Linked DNA regions of Mus musculus: regions 2 and 3 are each linked to region 1. A link is a contact called in public HiChIP or PLAC-seq data. All regions are on one chromosome and are shown on one strand. The core of a region is the stretch at or near the end of the contact, and the rest is flanking DNA. Distances in the headings are between cores, read along the strand shown.

The links. HiChIP or PLAC-seq counts read pairs in DNA pulled down with a chosen protein or histone mark.
Region 2: a contact with region 1 is called in a FOXA1 HiChIP or PLAC-seq map of pancreatic cancer cells. The contact joins two enhancer-like sites. A contact is called at or near these places in 1 of 39 promoter capture datasets (hippocampal neurons), 1 of 115 datasets of contacts at active chromatin or transcription factors (pancreatic cancer cells) and 1 of 9 other capture datasets (pancreatic islet).
Region 3: a contact with region 1 is called in an HNF4G HiChIP or PLAC-seq map of pancreatic cancer cells. The contact joins two enhancer-like sites. A contact is called at or near these places in 2 of 484 Hi-C or Micro-C datasets (the CH12 cell line and bone marrow-derived macrophages), 2 of 115 datasets of contacts at active chromatin or transcription factors (embryonic stem cells and pancreatic cancer cells) and 1 of 9 other capture datasets (adipose tissue).

What each region holds. Positions count from the first base shown.
Region 1 is chr8:106,274,866-106,278,712 of GRCm38.p6, forward strand. The region is part of intron 2 of Smpd3 (sphingomyelin phosphodiesterase 3, neutral); the gene reads right to left. Among named protein-coding and RNA genes, the nearest start is that of 4930506A18Rik, 5.4 kb to the right of the region's middle. Within about 2 kb of position 2,031, at least 13 of the 459 cell types and tissues checked have an H3K27ac peak or open chromatin away from gene starts, as enhancers often do. A contact at or near this core is called in pancreatic cancer cells, where this site is marked.
Region 2 is chr8:106,621,675-106,625,533 of GRCm38.p6, forward strand. The region is part of intron 2 of Cdh1 (cadherin 1); the gene reads left to right. Among named protein-coding and RNA genes, the nearest start is that of Cdh1, 20 kb to the left of the region's middle. Within about 2 kb of position 1,602, at least 67 of the 459 cell types and tissues checked have an H3K27ac peak or open chromatin away from gene starts, as enhancers often do. A contact at or near this core is called in pancreatic cancer cells, where this site is marked.
Region 3 is chr8:106,639,430-106,643,626 of GRCm38.p6, forward strand. All of the region lies in intron 2 of Cdh1 (cadherin 1), which reads left to right. Among named protein-coding and RNA genes, the nearest start is that of Cdh1, 38 kb to the left of the region's middle. Within about 2 kb of position 1,677, at least 52 of the 459 cell types and tissues checked have an H3K27ac peak or open chromatin away from gene starts, as enhancers often do. A contact at or near this core is called in pancreatic cancer cells, where this site is marked.

The DNA.
Region 1 (3,847 bases), core at 781-3,280:
AAAATGCTTCCATAAGATCCGGCCATAGGGGGCTGAAGAGATGACTCAGCGGTTAAGAGCAGTGACTGCTCTTCCAGAGGTCCTGAGTTCAATTCCCAGCAACCACATGGTGGTTCACAACCATCTGTAATGGGATCCAGTGTCCTCTTCTGGTGTGTCTGAAGACAGCTACAGTGCACTCATATGCATAAAATAAGTAAATAAATAATTTTTTAAAAAAAGATCAGGTCATAGGCAAGACTGCAGAGCATTTTCTTAATTGATGCAATTGATGGGGAAAGAGCCTAGCCCATCATGAGTTGTGACACCCCTGAATTGATGGTTCTGGATTCTGTAAGAAAGCAGGCTGAGCAAGCCATGAGGAGCAAGCCAGTAAGCAACACTCCATTGCTTCTGCATCAGTTCATGCCTTAAATGTCCCAGGAAGGCCCCCACCAGACAACCCTGGTTGAATTCTTGCCTTGGCCTCCCTCAGTGGACTGTGACTCAGGATATGAAGGCCTAAGAAACCCTCCCCTCCCCAAATTGCTTCTGGTCATGGTGCTCCACCCCAGCGACAGCCACACTAATACAACTCCAAGTTTAGGTCTCATACTAGCACAGCGGTCATTTAAAACACTGAGCCAGTACCCTAGTCCTGCTTGTTTTTTGAGACTGAGGCTTTCGGTTTTGCTTTGGTTTTTTTTTTGAGACAGGGTTTCACTGTAGCCCTGGCTATCCTGGAACTCATTTTGTAGACCAGGCTGGCCTCAAATTCACAGAGATCTGCCTACCTCTGCCTTCTTAGTGCTGAGATTAAAGGCGTGTGCCACCATTGCCCTGTCTGTGACTATGATTTGATGTTCTAAAATATTATTATGTAGCCCAGGCTGGCCTCCAGCTCACAATACTTTTGCCTCTTGCTGAGTAGTTCTGATAGAGCGTGCAGGAGTCTTGGCTCTGGCTGCAGCAGTTCCTATGTACATAGATTGCTAGTGTGGATGAAATACATTTCTACACAGCAGTGACTTCTGAAAGGATTGGGCGTGCTTTACTTTGGTAAAAGTCTGGGCAAACTTTTCCCTTTGTCCAGACGTCTCTTCAAGGTTGCATTTCCTAGTCCCCTTGTGAGACAGTTCACTTAACAGCAGGTGTCAGAACTTCCATAGAGTTCTCTCCTTCTGCCACATGGACCTGTGGGGTTTGAGATTATAGCTACTCCATCAGCCAGGGCCCCAGATTACCACTATATAACTGGACTCATAAAGCATCTTTGATTTCTAGATAGGGTTTCCTACATCCTGGTCTGACTTTGACCTTACTATGTGGCCAAGGATGACCTTGAACTTTTGCTCTTCCTACTTGAACCTCTTAGATATTGGGATTTCAGGCATGAGCCACCACAGTCGGTTCCTTATGATTGTAGGGATTGAACACAGGCCTTCATGCCTGTCAGACCAGCACTCTACCTTCAAGCTATATCCACAGCCCCAGACAGCCTCTGATGATAACCACAGCACTGACCATCCCATTTTGATCAGCAGAGGAAGGCAAGGTTTTCTGTATAATCGGTCTCCCTGCTTGACTCCAGAACGCAGCCTTAATGAGTGACAGGCTTTGGTTTCTAGGACTACATCCAGATCTACCTCTGGACTCCACTTTCTTCATCCCCATTTCAGTGATGATAGCAATGTCTCTCTGCTCAGACGCCAGGCTAGGAGGAGGCCCACTGCTCACTCATCCCTTCACTGTTCACTCCTGCTTTGTGCCCAGATCCTCTGGGACCATGAGGCACTGGGACTCTTGAGCCTTAGGCTTTTCATTTTTAATGGAGATTTTTCTGCTCAGGGAGAAAGAGTTTGACGTCAGTAGACAAGAAATCCATAAACACAGAGAAGAAAATCCATGTGAATGGATAGAAACCTCTATAAGAGGTTGATCTAGGGGCCGGCAGGGCCTACAGAAGACAAGCAGGAAGCAGCAGGATCAGGTCCTCACAGGTGGACCCATGTTGAGACAGAGCCAAGAGCCTATGCTTCATGCTTGGGGCCAGAGCCAAGAGGTTGGGTGTGGCCAGATACTATGGGGTAGTAGTGTTGGACAGCAGACAGGGTCAAGGCAGAGAAGTTAAACAAGGAACTTGGGAAGCAGAGTCAGATATGGTTTCTGCAGGTGTTTGGTGAGAAATGCTGGTGACCATGCACGTATGGAAGGTGCAGGTGTCCTCCAGAGGGTGTGGGGATGGAAGGGTGCTGCATATTGACTGGGCAGGGCAAACGGTGAGCAAGGGAGAGGCAGGTAGAGCAGAGAGATCGAGAACTGAGTGTGGACACAAGAGAGATGGAGCCACACAAGAGCCACTCCTGCCTCCCAAGGCCACTCCCTTAGTGACCACAGTGACTGCTTACAGGCAAGAAGGACACAGACACAGGAAGATTGGCTCTGGACTGTGGGCAGGAGAGCGTGCTTCTGTACCCACTGAGTCCCCCTGAGTGGTTTGTTTGCCTTGTTTTTACTTTTTATTTTATGTGTGTGGGTGTCCTGCCTACATGTAGGTCTGTATGCAGTATATATGTCTGATGCCTTGGAGGCCAGAAGAGGCGTTGGCTCTCTGGAACTGAAGTTACAGATCGTTGCGAGCTGCCATGCGGGGTGCTGGGAAGTGAACCCAGATCCTTTGGCAGAGGAACCAATGCTCCTAACTGCCGAGGCAGCTCCTCGAGCCCTGGTTTGTTTAGTTTAAAGATAGTACACCGGCATGTAGCTTAGGCTAACCTACATAACCATTCACAGTGTGCTGGTGCTATCCGGAAGCTGCCCTCTAGCTGGCTGGGAGTGAACAGCCCAGCTTGAGGCTGCACTCCCATTCATACAGAAGAAGTGGGGGCAGTGTATCTGGGTGGACTTGCTGTTAAGTTTTCAAAAGAAAATCTCCGTAAAGACGTCAGCACTAATGAAAACCCAGTTCATGCGGTTTTGGTCAGAATCGCTTTAAGAAATAATCCCAGGAGACTGCGTGTAGTGATACACACAATCTCAGCGCTCGGGAGGCTGAGGCAGGAAAGTTAAAACTAGCTAGCCTCAGCTACATAGTGATGGGAACTTGTTTCACACAAACAGCAGTAAAAATTAGATCCAGGGGCTGGAGACGTGGCCCAGTGATTGATTGCTTAGCATGTTCAAGACCTTGCTCAGGTAGGAAAAGGAAAGGCAGGAGAGAGGAAGAGAGGACTAGACTCTAAGGCTTTCCTTTCGGCTCCTTGATTTCTGTTTCCTTCTTTTCTGCCCCTGGTCCCTTGTCACTGTGCTTCTTGCCCTCTCCCTGCTCTCACAACTGTCCCTCTTGAGAGCTCTGTGATGTTGCCCTGACTCTTAATGCCCAACTTTCCCCTGTCTCTCTTCAAACCCCTCAGGTGACTCCTCATGGGACAACCAGCATAGGTGCTTCATGACCTTTGACCCCATGTAGTTGACTGACAGTTTCCCTTCAGGTTCATTTTTCCTCTTGTTTTCCTAACACCAGCGCGGTCTCTCAAGGCGTCACCGAGCCATCATCCTCTTCCATATCCCGCCTCCTCTCAGAAGCCCGCAGCTCTGCTTCTGGGGCTCTGGAGCTGGATTGCCACAGGCATGCCCAGCCGCCTGGTCCTCTCCTGCCACAGACCACAGCAGCCTCCCCTGACTTTCCAGCACCTCGCCCCTTCCTCTGGCTCGCCTGCTCACTGCTGGGATCTTTCTGAATGACACAGTAGACCACACTGCTTCCTCTTAAGCCTTCAGCGGCTCCTGCTGATGCTCCATCTACTTAGGGGAAAGCAGGCTCTGCCCAGCAGCCTGACTTCTGTGTTTCCTGCTTCTGGAGCCCCAG
Region 2 (3,859 bases), core at 352-2,851, 350 kb after region 1:
GAGTAATTAATCAATTGTTAAAGGGCTTTCTGCCGAATTCTGGGGAAAGCCTTTACTTTTAATGAGCTGCTAGTCTGTCTCTTCAGTGCTGGGAATGAGTCTAGAGCCACCTGTCTCCTAGGCAAACACTTTACTGCTAAACTACTAAGCTCTGCTCCCCCACACTCCGGGTTAGCCTTTACATCTGTATCTGTCTGCCTCTGTTGGGATTTCAGGTGTGTGCCACCCCCTGTGCTCCTCAGTGTATTTCTACAGGGTGGTGGTACCTAAGGAAAAATCCATTCCTAGGGACTCTGACGTAAATATTTGGGATGAGGTCTGTCAAGGACTGGGCATTTTAACTTCACTTATTTTTATAGCCCTGAGGGTGGACATGGGACCTCTTGTAGGCTAGGTAGGTTTCCTTCCTTTTTTCTCCCCTTTTGTTTCTTTTTCTTTTGACAGGGTCTTTACTAGCCTTGGGCGGTCTGGAACTCACTGTGTAGACTAGGATAGCCTCAAACTCCTAACGGTCTGCCTGCCTCTACCTCTTGGCCTAGGGCTGTGGACTGTCTTTTTGGTCCTACTATAAGGATCATCTGGACCAGAACGCACGTTCTCAAGCCTACGCTGGGGAGTGCCTCACCTAGAAAGCTTAAAAGCGTAGACTCTCGCTGGATGTGGTGGCTCAGGCCTTTGATCCCAGTACTCAGGAGGCAGAAGCAGGTAGATCTCTGTGAGTTCCAGGACATCCAGGGCTACATAGAGAGACATTGTTTGCCCCCAAAGCACAGACCCTGACAGGCCTGTCCATCTTAAGGAACGGAGGCCAGAGACCTGTTGGTAGTTGATGGTTTGATGGTTTATTTAGAAACTCTCCCTGATGGTTCTTGACTTGGGGAGTGAGGAGAAGCCACTTCAAGTTGTAGACAAGGTGTGTGTGTGTGTGTGTGTGTGTGTGCAAGTGTGCCAATGTGTAAGTGTGTCTGTATGCCTTGCACACACACAGTTGTTTCAAGTGTGCTATGTAGCCAAGGATAACACTGAACTCTGAATTCCCCTTTATCTGTTTATGGGCACACATTTCCCCCCTGAGGGATATAAATTCTCCTTGAAGTGTTGATTCACCCCTGAAGTAGAATCAGGTCTAAAGTGGGGATGAATCTCAGGGTCCTTCCAGGTAGAAATGTAGGGCAACAATGACAGTACACTGTACCCTCCTCCTCCCTGTCCTTCTCCCCGCTTCTTTTTTCTTTTTGAGCTCTGAGTGACTGGAAGTCATGTAGATTGGCTGGTCCCGATCTTGTGCCTTTGCTTCCCGGGTGCTGAGAGTCGTGTGTTCTGAAGAACAGATTTAAGCAGGCAAGCAGGCTATGTAAGATGTGTGACAGAATTCCAGAGTTGAAGAGGCTGGATGGCCAAGGGACCTGGCTCTGTCCATCCAGCCTTCAGTCTGCCTTTTCTTCTCGCTGGGAGAGTGGCTTGGTTAATCCACACCAGTGGGTGACTTTACAAATTAACTCCCGTGACCTTGGACTGTTCCATCCATAAACACGGCTCCCTAGTTTATGAGTTGCCCAGCCCAGTGTTAAAAATCTACGGTGAACTAAGCCCTGGGAGAAGCCAGTGTGAAACTCAAACTGAGCAGAGACCAGATCAAACATGGAGATAAGACAGCTACAGTTTCACTTTTGGGCAGGGCCAAGAATTTCAGGACTTTCTTTACTACAGATGGGGCGTTATTTTGCTTTCCTATGGGTGTGTGTGTGTGTGTGCTGATTTAGTTTATGATTCATTGATTTTGGGGTTTGATAGCAGGTCTAGGGAACACATAATGCGTTACAGATATTTGATTTTAAATGTATTCCTGGTACTTTTTGGGGGGGGGTTGTTTATTGTTTTGAGGTTTCTCTTTTCCCCCGGCTGTCCTAGAACTCATGCTATAGACTAGACTGTCCTCAAACTCAAGATTTGCCTGCTTCTGTTTCCTGAGTATTGGAATTAAAGGCACGCACCACCACTGCCAAGTTGTTTGCCTGGTATTTTAGAAAGGGCAATTAGTCATGAGCCTGAGGGTTTTTCACATTTATTTGTTTTGCTTGTAACAAGTTAACCAGTGACAGGTTTACTTTAGTTCTCTCTGTCTCTGTCTTTGTGTCTCTGTCTCTTATCTTTCCTTGACAGGGGGGTCTCATGTAGCTTCGGTTGACCCCAAACTCACTATTTTAGCCACCAGGGCCTTTAGCACCTAGTCTTCTGACTGTAAGTCCTCTGAGTGCTGGGGTCACAGGTCTAACCTTCTCATTGAGGAAACTTTGGCCTCTATCTCTGGTCATCAATACTGATCTGGAGATCTCTGAGATACTATTACTGTGGAAGGCCATTTGATTCTCTTATGATGGAGCCTGATGAGCCAGACCAGAGAATGGCTCCTATTAGGCTCATAAACTGGAATGCTTACTCACTGGGGAGTGGCATCATTTGAAAGGATTAGAAGGATTAGGGGTGTGGCCTTGTTGGGGGAAGTATGTCACTGGAGGTGGGCTTTGAGGTTTCAAAAGCCCATGTCAAGACCAGTGTGTGTGTGTGTGTGTGTGTATGTGTCTGTCTGTCTGTCTGTCTGCCTCTTTGGATCAGGTTGTAGCTCTCAGCTACTGCTCCAGCACCATTCAAGCCACCATGATGATTAATGGGCCAAACTTTTGAAACTGTTAGACAAGTCCCCAGTTAAACGCTTTTTTGGATATGAGTTCCTTAAGTCACATGCCTCTTCAGCAATAGAACAGTGATATTGGACAACCAGGAGCGTGCTGGAAAAGTGAGAAATTTAGAATTTTTCCCAGCAGTGGGAATTTCCTGTGTCCTGATGCCGATGCCCTCTTTTCAAGACTAAACTGAGAACTTTGCTCCTTTGCTGCTTCCCTCCTTCCATCCTTACCTGCTCCAGTGAAGAATTTGTTGACATCCGTATCTCAGGCACAAGGGGGAAAACAAAGGGAAAATAAAGATAAGAGGAGGAGGGCTGAGTGGCAAAGTGAGTGCCATACAGCTTAGAACTCTGCAGAAAGCAGACCACAAATTTGCCTCTGTTCCTGCCAGGCAAAATAAAGAGGGAAATCTGATCAGCCCTCCTGCTGGACTTCAGTGTGCTGGCCATTAGTGGGGTGCCTGGCTCCTCCAGAGAGTTCTTGCTTCATTGTAGCTCCCACCACTCTAATGTGCTAGACTTCCCATTTGCAATTGTCTTTACTAGATAACCAACTAATGCTTGGGTGGACAACATTGCACAATAGAGGGCAGAGATTTCAGTCATGTGTGTCACCACCTACACAGCTCCATGAGGAGCATTTTTGCATCTTTGCACTCCCCCACTCCCCGGGTAAGATCTGTCTTGTATAATGCATAGCATAACTATGTAATGGTGGGGATTTTACTAATGCTATTCACTACCCAGCACTCTGCCGCCTCAGGGTCACGTGTTTACTATTCCCTCTGCTGGGCACCTTTGCCTTGGCATATAGCTTATAACTCCAGGCTCTGTTAAAGCTTCCCCCATAGTGGAGTCTACCACATAATAAAATGTACAGTTCCTTTTTCATAGCCTTTATTATAATCCAGCTTAATACTGTATGCTATTTGATTGCTTCTCCAACATCCCCCCCCTCCAAATGTAGGCTCCTTGAAGGTGCAACCTGCTTTATTTCATTGGTTGCTGATAGAAAATTTTCAAGTGATCCTCCCCACCCCGCCCCCCTCACACTCGCTGCATGAGATCAGGTGCTGGGAATTGAACCCAGCACCTTACCTGCTACACATGCTAGGCAAGTGCTCTACCATCGAGGCTCCAGGAATATGGATCTCTCTCCTTTTCTCTCCCCAC
Region 3 (4,197 bases), core at 427-2,926, 360 kb after region 1:
TATACCACATGAGTGCATGAGCCCTCAGGTGTCAGAACAGGGCATTAGGTCCTTCAGAGTTGGAGTTACAGGGTGGTTGTGAGCTGCCCCAGGGTTCTGTGAACCAAACTCAGGTCCTCTGTAAGAGCAGTGAGCACTCTTAACTCTCCAGTTAACCCTCCAGCCAAGCCATCTCTCCATCTCTCAGCCACCTTTTTATTTGTTTTTGTTTTATAGGCAGATTTGAAAAGAGAAGGGGGAGGGAAGAGAAGAGAAAAGTATTAATTCACTTATCACATATCATTCCCATTTCGCATGTGAATCAAATGCCTTTGGTATATGAACAGAATTTGCAACCATCCCCCATCAACTTGGGAGCGTTTTCATGGGTACTAGAGAGATGGCTCAACAGGTAAGAGCGTTTGCTGTTCTCACAGAGGAACCGGGTTCTGTTCCCAGCGCCCACATGGTGGTTCACCACCATCTATAACCCCAGTTCTAAGGGATCTGATGATGCCTTTCTGTGACCTCTGTGGCATTAAGCATCCATGTGGTGTACAGACAGACAGACATGGAGCTAAAACACTCACACATTGAGGAAAATGAAAAAAATATAACATATATTTAGTTATTAAAAAGGAATGTGCCCCTTGCCACCCGCCATCTCCCAAGTCCTATCTGTAGATCTTTTTGATCTGGGACGTTCGAGTGTGACAAAGGAATGGCACGGGGTCTGTGTGGTCTTTTGTGTCATTCAGCATCTGCTATCTCCACTCTGGCATGTTAGCTAACGCTGCAGTTTCACCTTGTAACACTCCCTCCCACGCACATACAGAAGGCATTGCTGTTGATATTCAAAACTAAGCCAAATCCCAGTCGGAGTGCAAAATAGACGTCCTGACGGAGTGCCGTCACTTTAGAACCCAGCCATCAGGGTTAGTAAGTGGAAGGACTATGTTCTCACTTTCCATTCCCGGACAAGGGAGTGAAGGAAATTCCCCAAACCCAGCAGGTCAGGCTGGAGAAAGACTGTGTGGGAGTCGTCTATATTCAACCAGTGTTTGAGCCCTACTCTTGCCATTTATGCTGTGTGACCTTGGAAGAGGCATTTAACATCTCTGAGCCTTTGCTGAGTCATGTTTCCCTCTTTATGCCTGATGCAATGACTTACTTACTTACTTTATTTATTTATTTATTTATTTATTTATTTATTGGTGATTCTTTGCTCACATTGGATTCTATAGGAGCTTGGAGAAAATTTAAGATCTGCCAATTCCTGGGCTCTTCCATCTCTGGATATCTGTATTGAGTTAGTTGGAGTTAGGACCCAGGACTGGGTAGTTTTCAAAGCACACCAGGACAGTATGTGCACTGTACACCAGATCCGAGAGGGTGATTATAGGCATTTTGGTCAACATGCTTTAGTCCCCGAGTGGGACTGGAGGCCTGAGAGCTCATAAGGCTACATTAAGGACTAGAGAGGGCTAGGAGGGCCTGGCTCAGCGGCACTCAGGCCTGCCTGCCTGCCTTTTGTCGGGGGGTGGCAGGGGTTGAGGGTGGGGGACTCAGCTGTATGGAATTTAGAACAGGATTCTCTCTGGGCTTGGGAAAATCCACAGAAGGGAAAAGTAGAGAAGCAGCCTCCTTCCTAATCAATAAGCAAACAAGTCGTGGAGTCGCCCAAACAGCCACAGGAATGCTCCGTGGGCTGTAGCCAGTGGCAGTGCCAGAGAGCACCCCTGTATTTAGGCAGTAGGGTGCGGTGGTATTGTCTGCTTGCAGCTAAAAGCCAGGACACCACAGCCCTGACTTGGCATGAAAGCCAAAGGTTTTTTTTTTTTTTCTTTCTTTCTTTTTTTTTAAACCTGTATGTGTCTCCCTTTGTCTGCTGGTGTCAGCTGGGCCAGAAGAGAGGATATCAGATCCCCTGAAACTAGAATTACAGGCAGATGTGAGGTACCTGGGGAGGGTGCTGGGATTTGAACCACATCTTCAGAAGAGAAGTTAAGTGCTCTTAAAAACTGAGCCAGCTCTTCAGGCCCATTTCTGGCCCCACCCTATCCCTATTACAGCAGGTAGGGACAAATTCCCCATCTTCTTGCACCGGATTTCAGTTTCTCTTAAAAGAATTGCCTCCTCACCGGACAGTGCCTCCAGGAACATTGAAACCTGGGTTGTGGACACTGGACTGTCTAAGAGGGGCCTGGAGAGGAAAATGACTTCAAGCTGCTGTTTCTTTTCCTTGGTCTTGACATGAAGGACAAGTAGATGGAGGCGATCTTGGCTCTTTAGATGGAGGAGATCTTAGCTCTTCTGAACTGAAGGAACAGGGGCCATTGCTGGTTGCAAGCCTATGTAGACTTCAATACCTACCAGCTACCGTAACTTCAATTCCAGTACTGTGGTCACATCTGCTGTGTTCTCACCTGGCTCTTCTGTGCAGCACCCAGGCTGTGACAGGCACAAGGAGCTTGGGTGGGTCTTCTGCACTACCCTGTGCCTTGTGGCTTGAGCATGTCTCTGGAAGTCCAGCCTTCCCTGCTATCCTTGATTAAATCAGTCCCACCCACCTTGGTCCCTGTTACCTTCTCTGTCTGATATGTGTTTGTTACCCCAGCTGCCTTGGGTCACAACTCTTGGGAGGAAAGAAACCCACATATTTTTTGAGAAAGAATCCTTACATTCTTGAGGGGGTGAGTGGGGGAAGTGCCCCTTGGCAGAGGTGAGCTGTGGTGTAAAAGAGAGGCAAGACTGGGGCCTGAACCCTTGAATGTGTTTAACCACATTCACCAAGCTGCAAGACTATTAACACGTCTCATGTCTGAGGCTGATGGCAGGTTTTACCCTGTTGATTGTAGTTGGCTCACTGGAGTTACCATGGAGCTTGGAACACATGGCGAGGTAGAACCTGGGCAGATAATCACTGCCCCAATGTCTACAGTCAGCATGAATGACCTTACATCTGGGGGTGGGGGGGCAGTCCTGGGTGATGATGGAGTGTCCTTTGTCCTGTTTACTCTCAGAAGTCAGGGTTAAATGAGCCTGAGTGAATTCTCTCCCTTCTGTGCCTTTGCTGGGCTCTCCTTGCTGCACTCCTCTGGGTGTTATCCCTGGCCTCCTTTGAGATGTTTTTGTTGATGTTGTTTTTTGAGACAGAGTCTCACTAGGAGTCCACTCTAGGCTCCAACTTGCTCTGTAGCCTCTTGATCCTCCTGCCTCCGAGTGTTGGAATTAAAGGGGTATGCCACCACACCTGGCCTCCTGGTCTGAATTAGTGAAGTTAGTGACTTTGTTTTGGACCAGGACATTTAAGAGAAGTTGGGAGAAAATCTGGTAACTTTAATGCAAATAAGTTTCCTGTCCTTGGAATCCCCCCCCCACCCCAGAGTCTCCTTTCAACACAGGCGCACATATCTATGGCATTAGGAACACAGGCTGGGGGTTTGCTTGTGTAGTATGACCTTTCGAGCTCCTGGTCCTTGCAGGAGTGGGGATGGGTGACCTATTAGGGGAAATACAGCTTATTTCAGTTTATGACAAGTGGTGACATAATGTGGAGGTTTTGTTTGTTTTTTTCTTTCTTTCTTTTTCCTTTTGGTTCTTCAAGACAAGGTGTCTCTGTGTAGAACTCTGGAACTCTGTATAAGATCAAGCTGGTCTTGAACCCAGAAATTTGCCTGCCTCTGCCTCCCAAGTGATGGGACTAAAGGCATGCTTTGTAGGAGGGAGGTTCTTGAGTCTGGCTTTAGACTTCTTCCTTTGTTCAAACCTCTTCTGTTAGTATCCTTGTGGTTCTGAGGCCCTTGTCTACGGAATGATCTTTTGCTGGTAGCTGTAGCTACTTCCTGTTAATCTTCACTTAATAGCCAGGTAACCTAGGCGACTCGCCACAGTGTAGACAGAGACCACAGCCTCTTGTCTGTTCCTAGCCATGTGGCTGGGCCACATCCTTTACCTATCTGTGTTTCTGCTATTTCATTTGTGAACAAGAGTTGCTAAATGCCTCCTACTGTATACGCCTGACTAGGTGTATCCAACCCAGGGCTTCTGTACCTAATAAACAGAACATTATAGTTCTTGTCTTCAGCTTTCAAGAGATGGACACAAATAGCGACCTATCTGAGTGAACCCATGTGTCCTTGGCAACAAAGGGTAGCTTGTCCATGCCCTGTTTCTTTCTTTCTTTTTTTTTTTTTCCATTTTTTATTAGGTATTTAG